Linked DNA regions of Zea mays: region 1 is linked to region 2. The links are chromatin contacts, called in public Hi-C maps. All regions are on one chromosome and are shown on one strand. The core of a region is the stretch at or near the end of the contact, and the rest is flanking DNA. Distances in the headings are between cores, read along the strand shown. Region 1 holds the start of LOC100194231 (putative bifunctional inhibitor/LTP/seed storage protein family). Region 2 holds the start of LOC100274180 (Ubiquitin carboxyl-terminal hydrolase-related protein).

The links. Hi-C and Micro-C count contacts between places; a contact is called where the count stands out from the background.
Region 1: a Hi-C map of leaf shows a contact between it and region 2, with 2.5 times the contacts expected there. The contact joins the promoter of LOC100194231 here to the promoter of LOC100274180 in region 2. A contact is called at or near these places in 3 of 25 Hi-C or Micro-C datasets (endosperm and leaf).

The regions. Positions count from the first base shown.
Region 1 is chr1:14,211,751-14,215,932 of Zm-B73-REFERENCE-NAM-5.0, reverse strand. It overlaps LOC100194231 (putative bifunctional inhibitor/LTP/seed storage protein family), which reads right to left and starts at 1,533. Exons shown (of 3, transcript NM_001352340.1): 1 at 1,097-1,533; 2 at 851-931; 3 at 300-750. The coding sequence starts at 1,433. The coding sequence ends at 590. It overlaps LOC100280629 (CCR4-NOT transcription complex subunit 6), which reads right to left. Exons shown (of 13, transcript NM_001153547.3): 10 at 4,047-4,161; 11 at 3,808-3,958; 12 at 3,475-3,628; 13 at 2,644-3,182. The coding sequence ends at 3,483.
Region 2 is chr1:13,923,064-13,927,755 of Zm-B73-REFERENCE-NAM-5.0, reverse strand. It overlaps LOC100274180 (Ubiquitin carboxyl-terminal hydrolase-related protein), which reads left to right and starts at 2,285. Exons shown (of 13, transcript NM_001360559.1): 1 at 2,285-4,692. The coding sequence starts at 2,370.

The DNA.
Region 1 (4,182 bases), core at 284-2,783, 290 kb before region 2:
CCAAACGCATCCCTACGGCCTTGTTCGTTTGTGTCGGATTGCACCCGGAATCGTTACAACTAATCAAAGTTTATATAAATTAGAGAAGCAATTCGGTTAGAAATCGTTCCGACCCACCAATCCGGCACAAACGAACAAGGCCTAAATGGACGGACTAAGTCTCGCCTAAATGGACGGACTAAGTCTCGGTAACCGTTTCCTAGCTTTAAGAATCTAGAGATGTGATACGGCTTACCAAGTTTAAGAACCGCAGATGTATTTTACATCGACATTCGTACATTACTAAGATCTATCCCATTAACCGTGTCACGAGTGGAAGTTCTCTTGGCTGATCAAATGTTCAGATAAAACAGCAGTGCCAAGAACAAAAAGGATCAGCAGCCAGATGAGAGGTAAGGTACTGCTGATACCCCATCGCCTTAGCTTAGCTTAACCCATGCCCTAACATCTCGTACCCATAGCATAACAGGAACACACAGTGCAACTACTACAACAACAAGGACACCAGCAGCAAATTGTCTGTCACGTCACGTACTAGAAAGAACAACAACACATCAAATCCTACTGGTGGCACAACTTGACAGAGGGTCTAGAACGAGCTAGGCGACAGCTCTGGCACGAGCAGGAGGAGGTAGCCGGCGAGCAGCACCGCGAGTGCAGCACCGGCGGTCGCCGCCGAGGAGGAGACGCCGCGTCCGGTGGTCGCCTGCAGCGCGCGGGAGTCGGTCGTCGCCGTCGAGTTGTCCTTGGCTGCAAAAGGACAGACAAGAGAGTGGTCTCAGATCGAAAAGGAAACGTCAAATGAACGAAGAGCAACGAGGAGGCAGTGGAGGTAGAGAGGCAGGCTGACCTGGAGCGGCAGTGGAGCCCTTGTCGCCGCCGGGGCTGAAGACGGCGGCGTCTTTGGAGCCCGGGGGAATATGCAGGAGCTCTGCAGCAAAAATAAAATAAAATAAAATAAAATGACACAGACATGATTTGGCTTGGGGAGAAAAGAATGAAGCAGTAAGAAAAGCAACGCCGGGCCCGGGCGGCGGCCTTGTGGCTTCGCTAGCACTGGCTGGCCGGCTGAAGGAAGAAGAAAGCGAGGACGTACGAGCGCAGTGGGAGACGTTGGCGCGGGTGGCGCCGCAGGCGTTGGGGAGCGCGAGCGCGAGGGTGGCGTTGATCTTGATGCCCAGGTTGGGGTCGTCCTTGTCCTTGACGAGCACGCACAGGCACTTGGGGCTCTTCCCCAGCACCTGGCGCAGGCCGCCGCAGCAGTCGGGCGGCGGCGCGCGGGCCTGCCCCTGCACGTACTGCAGGCACGGCGCCAGGCCCACCAGCTGGTCCGCGCACTCCGTCTTGTCCGCGCTCATGTCGCCGCCCGCCACGGACGCCACGGCGATGGCCGTGGCCGCGGCCAGCGCCAGCACCGCAGCCCACCGCGCCATCGACGACGAGCTTGTGTTATGTGTGCGTTGGCCCGTGCAAGCTCCCTCCGCTGCGGGCAGCGGTTCAAGTGTGGCTGTGTGACTTGTGAGTGAGTGAGTGAGAGCTGGCTGGGATGTTTGGTGAGGGGCAGTTATTATAGCATCCGGACGAGGTCGACGTCACACAAGAGAAGTTGAGAGGAAGCGCGGCGTGGCGTGCCCGGCCGCGCCAGCGCTGCTGCTGGTCTGGTATGGACAGGCGGGTTCGCAGTGGCATGGCACACTGTTTCATGACCTGCCGAGGACGGGACTGGAGGGGGCCCAGCTGTCTGTCCGGTCTCCGTCCTGGAGTGTGGTCACTGCTCCAGTGTTGTTGATGCAAGCGCCGGCCGGCCACACGACGTTCCACTGGACGCCAAATCGAACTCGCCCTCGTGTTCACGGATTCTCTGGCTATGGCGCCTCGCCGTGCCGACTGTCGCAGGCGGCAGTGGAAACTCCATGTGCTGCCATGGGTGGACAGGACACACTGGCTTGGCTTGACAGCAGGAAAGAGAGAGGGCAACTGTATTGCGTCGGTGACGCACCGGAAACTCCTCCATGTTCATGTACTACACACACACACAAACAAACTCGTCTCGGGCACGGAATTGCCTTGCATCGGCGACGCACCGGAACCTGTCACGGGACTTCTTGAACAGATAGATTGACATGGCAAAAGAAGAACCAACTCAACTAATCCTTCACATGAAGGAAGCAGTAAAAGGGAACACGATTCTCATAGCTGTTAATTAGTTTCAGAATCCGTACGCGGACAGGACCAGCCATCTAAATGCGGGCTTTAACTTTCACGTACCAGGGAAAGCAGCAGCACAGCCGCAATGAATCGTGCTAGTAGTAGGCAGCATAGTGCACAGGCTGCTGTTACTGTAGGCAGGGAGTGGCGTCAAGATGCTGCCAGCGCAGCGGGTGGCATGATCACATGACATCAAAGACTGCCGCCGCCTGCATTGCTAGTCTTTCCGATCCATCGGTCTTTTTTACACAGGCAAATTACCCAACATTGCCAGGCTACATTATCCCACCAGCAGCTTCCATCTCTTCCAAACCAGTTCCAACATGTTATTGCCATGTGAAACAAATTACTTTGTATAACAAGTTCAGGAATAAAAATATATATATATAACAATAGATTGAGATGGGTGCTTCAGAAACCACTGCAAGAGAGACATCAAAATTCACAGTTTTCATTCAGTATAGCTTCCCCAATGTGAAGCTCTCTCTAGTCACCAGGTATTCGTTCAATATCCATCATAGATAACCCGACATCACTTTTCAACTAAGCATCTTCAACACAGTAAACTACGCCAAAGCTGATCCCTGCTCAAGAGACATACATACACTATGGAAGGGGCCATTTTTAGTTTGTAAGAACTAGAGCACATTCATGGTAGGAAACAAAAATGTGGACAATGAACTCACATTGAAGAGGGGGGGGGGGGGGGGGGGGGGGGGAGGGGGGCGAGAATGTGAGGATGGAAAACTAAAACGGCACACGAATCTATTAAATCATTTCTCTTTGCATTGATAATATATCTTCTATTGGAAGTCGCATTCCAACTAGTGCCACTAGAGAACATCGAGGCGGAAATGTAAAAGGGTGAGGAACATAACAAGCCTCTTTCCCTTAGGCTTCTCGTTCCTGCCTTCGCCAGGGTACATTCTCATCATCTCATGCGATTGTCAAGAATCCCTCCCCTACAGCTCCTCCTGGCAAACACAAACGAGTATGATATGAGATATAGATGGTAACATCATCAGGGTCAATACATGGGCACATATACTAGCACAATTTCTAGCAGATCATGCATTCAGTGGGTTCCACAATCAAGCATACAACTTAAAAATATAAGAGACAGACCTTAATATTATCTACAATGAGTGGGGTCTGGGGAAGGAATAATCGAGGCAAGACTTACCCCTACAAAGACCATTAACATGGGGGACAGGAAGTAAAGTCGAAGGCAGTATTGAATGAGTAATAGTAATATTCTCCCCATACCTAAAGTATCATCGTCTAACTCTAAGCTTGCACCGGAATTCTGCTAGGAGCGCTATATGATCCGATGACCATTCAGGAGAAGGAAGAGCCGTGTCTTTTCTCAAGCTATCCTCATCCAACAGCTCCAATAATGACTCTACAGTCAATGAATCCGCTGAAATAGAAGAGCACATTGTAAAAGACAATGTTAACACAATATCTACTTATTCCAGATCAACAGAGATAGCCAAACTAAAAGGAAAAGAGATAGCGCAAGCGGCCAAGCGCTTGAACCAAAGTAAAGGGAAGAGATAGAGCAAGCGCTTGAACCAGTCCAAGAATTTAAGCACTAACCTGTGTAAAATATGTAATCTAGGGTACCGGTAAAATCCCTTGTGCAATTTGTGAACAATGGCTCATTTGTCCCAGGGTCCATCCTCCTTCGCTGGTGATCCAAATCATAGCCAACACCAGCCATACTCACGAATGATGAGTATGCACTGACCTACGAACAAGCAAAAACTTTATTAAGAGCCACAACAAGAATAAAAAAAGGAAACCGATAGGTAATATCCATGATAAATTGAACGTACCAGAGGAAGCTGGTGTGTCAGCTTGCTTAGTGGGCGCAAAATTCCAAGAGGATCTATTGCTAGATCTGGATGCAAATGATCAACTTTGCCCCTTGCAAGAAGCCCATGTGACGTACTACATGAACCACATGATTGT
Region 2 (4,692 bases), core at 1,036-3,535:
CGAGCGCTGACAGGCGGGCCAGGGTTGTCAGCGGCTTGGGGATGAGGCGGCCTAACTGGTCGGGCCCAACTACAGGGCGCGGGTAAGCGACCAGATCTGAATCGGATGGGTAGGATTATGTCTGCTCTAATTAACTCTGGGCCGCTTGATTTCAGATGGACGCTTGAGATCCCGCGGCAAGCCTTGGCAGGGTCTCATTGGCTGCCAGCGGCGGCACCGCCCGATCCTGCGGCAGAGTTTTGCTAGAGGCGAGGGCGCGACCACGCCGGGGTCCCAGGGTGCTGGAAAGGGCTCAAGTGGGTTCGGGGTGACACAGCGGACTCGGTCGTGGGCACGACACCGGCGTAGAGGCATCGGAGGGTACCAGTCTGCGGTGGAGTGGCCTTAACAGCGGTGCTAGCCTACTCCGGCGAGCTATTGTGTGAGCAACAAGGCAGGAAATGGGAAATTAGGGGCCTAGGGAGGTGAGTTACCTCGAGAGACGGCTCTGGAGCGCTTGAGCGACGACGAAAACACAACGGGGGCCCTGGTCGACGGCGGCGACGACACGACTGCATGACGAGGATTCAAGTGAGCGTGAGCAGGGGAGAATAGAGGGGGTAGGGGCAAACCAAAGGGTGTCTTGGGTTGCTAGCGAGGAGGCGGAGCTCACCGGGACAACGGACACGGCCGAGGCTCGACGGTGGACGCAGAACGATCCTGAGGTCGCGGCGGATGACGATGGTGCTCCACGGGCGCGCAACGTGCGAGAGCTCTATAGAGGGGCGCTACTGGGCGAGGGGAGTGAGTGAGTGGGGTGCAGGCTCAAAAAGGAGGTCGGGCGTGTGGGGAGGTGGCCAGGAAACACGCGACGTGGATGCATCCACGGCGTGGTGTGCGGACGAGAGGTTAGGGAAGCGGAGGTGGCTGACGAGTGGGGTCCGCGGGCCAGCAAGGGAGTACTCACGAATGGACGGTCAGCGCTGACAGGGCAGACCCATCAGACAGAGGGAGAGCGCGCGCGAGAGAGAGCGAGATGCGGCGCCGACAGGATGGCCCCACCGAGCAGAGGGAGAGAGGGAGCGAGGGTGCGCGAGCGAAGGCTGGCGCTGACAAGTGTTAGATGTTCTAGATGATTTTTAAAAACATTGCATGTTTTGGAAGGGTTTCTAAAGCTGACTCTGATCATGTTCTTCTAAGCATAAGTATCTAGTTGCCAATGGCTCTAAAGATTTATTAGTTTGTCACCGTAGACTTGGTCACGTTGGTTTTGATCATCTAACTCGTGTTAGTGGTTTAGATCTTATATGTGGTTTGCCTAGGCTTAAGGGTGATAGTGATTTAGTATGCTCTTCATGTGCACATGGTAAGATGCCTGCAGGGATAAATGAAAAACACTCTAGGGCATCTTTTACATATTGACATAGTTGACCTTCACGTGTCCAAACTTCTTGAGATATATGGCACGTTGAAGATTACTCTAGATTTACTCGGGTTTTCTTTACGGCATCTAAAGATGAGGCTTTAGCCTTTAGGTCATTCCAAAAGTCTTGTTCTTACATTATCTATTGATCTCACATGATCTCTTAGAGCTATTAGAAGTGATAACATGATTGGGTTTAAAAATTCTTATTTTGATCACTTGTGTGCTGGAAAAGCTATTGCACATCAATTCTCATCAACTAGAGTATCTCAACAAAATGATATTGTTTAAAGAAAAAAACATAACAATAGTTGAAATGGTTAGGACAACAATGCGCTATGGATTTTTTACTCTTAGGGCTAGTTTGAGAACCCCATTTTTTCAAGAGAAATTAGTTCATTAATCCCTTAGAAAATGAGGTTCCTAAACTAGCCCTTAGAAAATGTTGTATTGAAGCTTTGTGCCATTTAGCTTTATAATATTTTTTTGAGATAAAAATACCAATACTATTTTTATAAATCTAGCCAACCTCGAACTCATTTGACTCATACGAAATGAGCGATGAACACTTGTTTTGCGAGAGAGTGTGTAGACTTTTCTTGACGGAGTACTCCACAGTGTCGCATGTGAGAACCTGTTGTGGCATCACAGGTGACGCTCGACGACGGTGAGGTGACAGTGAACCAGAAACCAAAGCCCAAAAGAAAAACAAAACGTGGCCCATGGAGCCTGGCTGAAGTCCTGAACGGATGGCCGGTGTACGTGTACCGTATCTCGTATCGATCCGACCTCGCGGTCCGCATCGGATCGTCTAGCGCACGCTCGCTCTCGCTCTCGCTCTCGCTCGTGTTAGGTGTAGAGACCCAGACCTGGACCCACCGCGGCGGCACTCCAGTCCGGCTGGCTGCGCGTCTTGTTTTATGGGGTATCCGCGCGGCGCTCCGGTTCGCCCCCAAATCTCATTCCCATGGGCCGGAAGAAGCGAACCTCCGCACCAAACCCTACTCCGCCACCGCTGGACGCCTCCCGCCGGTCGCCGGCGGCGGCGGAGAAGCCAGCCGGCATCGGCAGGGAAGATGCCGCCGTGCGCGCCGAGGTCGACAAAGCGCTTGCGTGCCTGCAGCGGGGCAGCCACGCGCGTGCGCAGCGCCTCACGAGGGACGCCATCGCCCGCCACGGGGAGGCCTCACCGCTGCTCCTGCGGGCGCACGGCACCGTCCACGCTCGCGCCGCCTCCGTCCTCGACGACCACGCCAGCCGCGCGCGCCACCAGCGTACAGCGCTCCAGGCGGCCCAGCGCGCCGTCCAGCTCGCGCCGGACTCCATCGAGCTGGCCCACTTCCACGCCATGCTGCTCTTCGACGCTGCCACCGACTCCCGCGCCTACGATGAGGTCGTCGCTGAGTGCGAGCGCGGCCTCAGCATCGAGGCCCCCTCCGACCCCGCGCCCCACTCCCTCAGGTTGCCCGGCCCCGACGTCGACCAGGTCCAGTCCGAGCTCCGCAACTTGATCCAGAAGGCCAACCTCGCCTCCATCTCCTCTTGGGTCAAAAACATGGGCGGCGCGGGGGACGACAAGCTTCGCCTCATCCCTGTGCGCCGTCTAGCGGACGAGCCAATGGAGGCCCGGCTTGTCCCCACGGCGCCCTCCCCGCGCCGCCCAAACGAGATCAAGAAGGCGACCAAGACCACCGAGGAGCGCCGCCAGGAGATCGAGGTACGCCTGGCTGCCATGAGGCTGCTGCAGCAGCAGAAGGAGCAGAGCAATGATGTTGTGTCTGCTACCCCTGCCTCTTCCCGGTCACATGGAGATGATGCCCCCTCATCGTCTGAGTCATCGGTGGGCGGACATCGAGCTGACCGGAGAAAAGGTGGGTCTAGGAAAGCAACAGGCTCATCCGCGTCTGAGCGCACTGACCAGGTGCGTGCCTACTGGGGCTCGATACCAGTGGAGCAAAGGCTTGCATTCTTAAACACTAGCATTTCTGAGCTCAAGTCACACTATGCTTCTGCAATGCACAAGGAGAAAGATGCTGCCAGTGCAGCATCTGATGTGCTCAATGAGGTGATACAATTTGCCAACAAGCATGACAAGTGGGAGTTCATGGTATGTGGTAGGTGTCGGGAGCAGTTTACACATGTGGAGGCACACCGGTGGCATGTCATGGTTGAGCATGTTGGGCTACTCTCATCCGAGCTGCAGGAAATGGTTCCGCAGGAGATTGATGCTGACTGGGCAGAAATGCTCAGTGGTTGCAACTGGAGGCCATTGGATGCTACTGCCGCACTGAAACTTTTTGAGGAAGATCAACACAACAACCTTGGACCAGATAGGGAGGATGAATCGAATTCGTTAGATAGTTGGAGTAACAAAGCCATGGACATGTCAGAATCCTCAGCCTGGTCACACAACGAGGAGTCTAGCGGTTTTGGAGTGGTGGTGAGGGAAGGTGACACCAAGTGGCCATTCTCAGATGATGACGAAAGGGCCAAGATTTTAGAAAGAATCCATTCATCGTTCAAAATCCTTGTGAAGAACCATAATCTTTCAGTGCACAATCTAAACAGGGTGATTCGATTTGCTGTAGAGGAACTCAGGGGGTTGCCATCTGGGTCACTACTGCTTAATCACTCTTTGGACGAGTCGCCACTTTGCATTCGCTTCTTGGAGGCATCATCACTGCAGAAAGTAGATAATTTCTTGCAGGACTTAATGCAGGCTTCTGGACTTAATAGGAACTTACAGAAGGCTGAAGGATTAGGTGACGGGGATAGTTTCATCCAAAACCACGATGTACTAGAGAAGGTTACCCTTAATTCTGATTCATCAGAACTGATCATTGATGGGCACACCTTCGGCGGAAAGTTTGATTCCGAGAGTGTTGATACTGATGCATTGCTTTCATGGCTGTACGCCGGATCTTCAATTGGTGAGCAGCTATTGGCCTGGAATCGTATGATCGACGAAAGGTCAAATCAGTGCGTCGACCTTATTCGAGCACTTGGGAGGGAGTTCAACAACCTGCAAAACTCATGTGAACGGAAACTTGAACAGCTGAGAAATGAGGATGCCTTTACTTCTGTGGAGGGCCTCTTTTGTGAAGAGCAAACACGAAGGGAGCAGGTGGGACGGTATGGATTCCAAACTTTCGAGGAGCTCCTCAGGAAGCGGCAGGAGTTTTTGGAACACAACACTGAGGAGCAGTCCGACAGTAACAGATCTGAGATAGATGCAATCTCAGCTATTTTGAAGGAACTTCACACATCACACTTTGGTTATGATGAGGCCC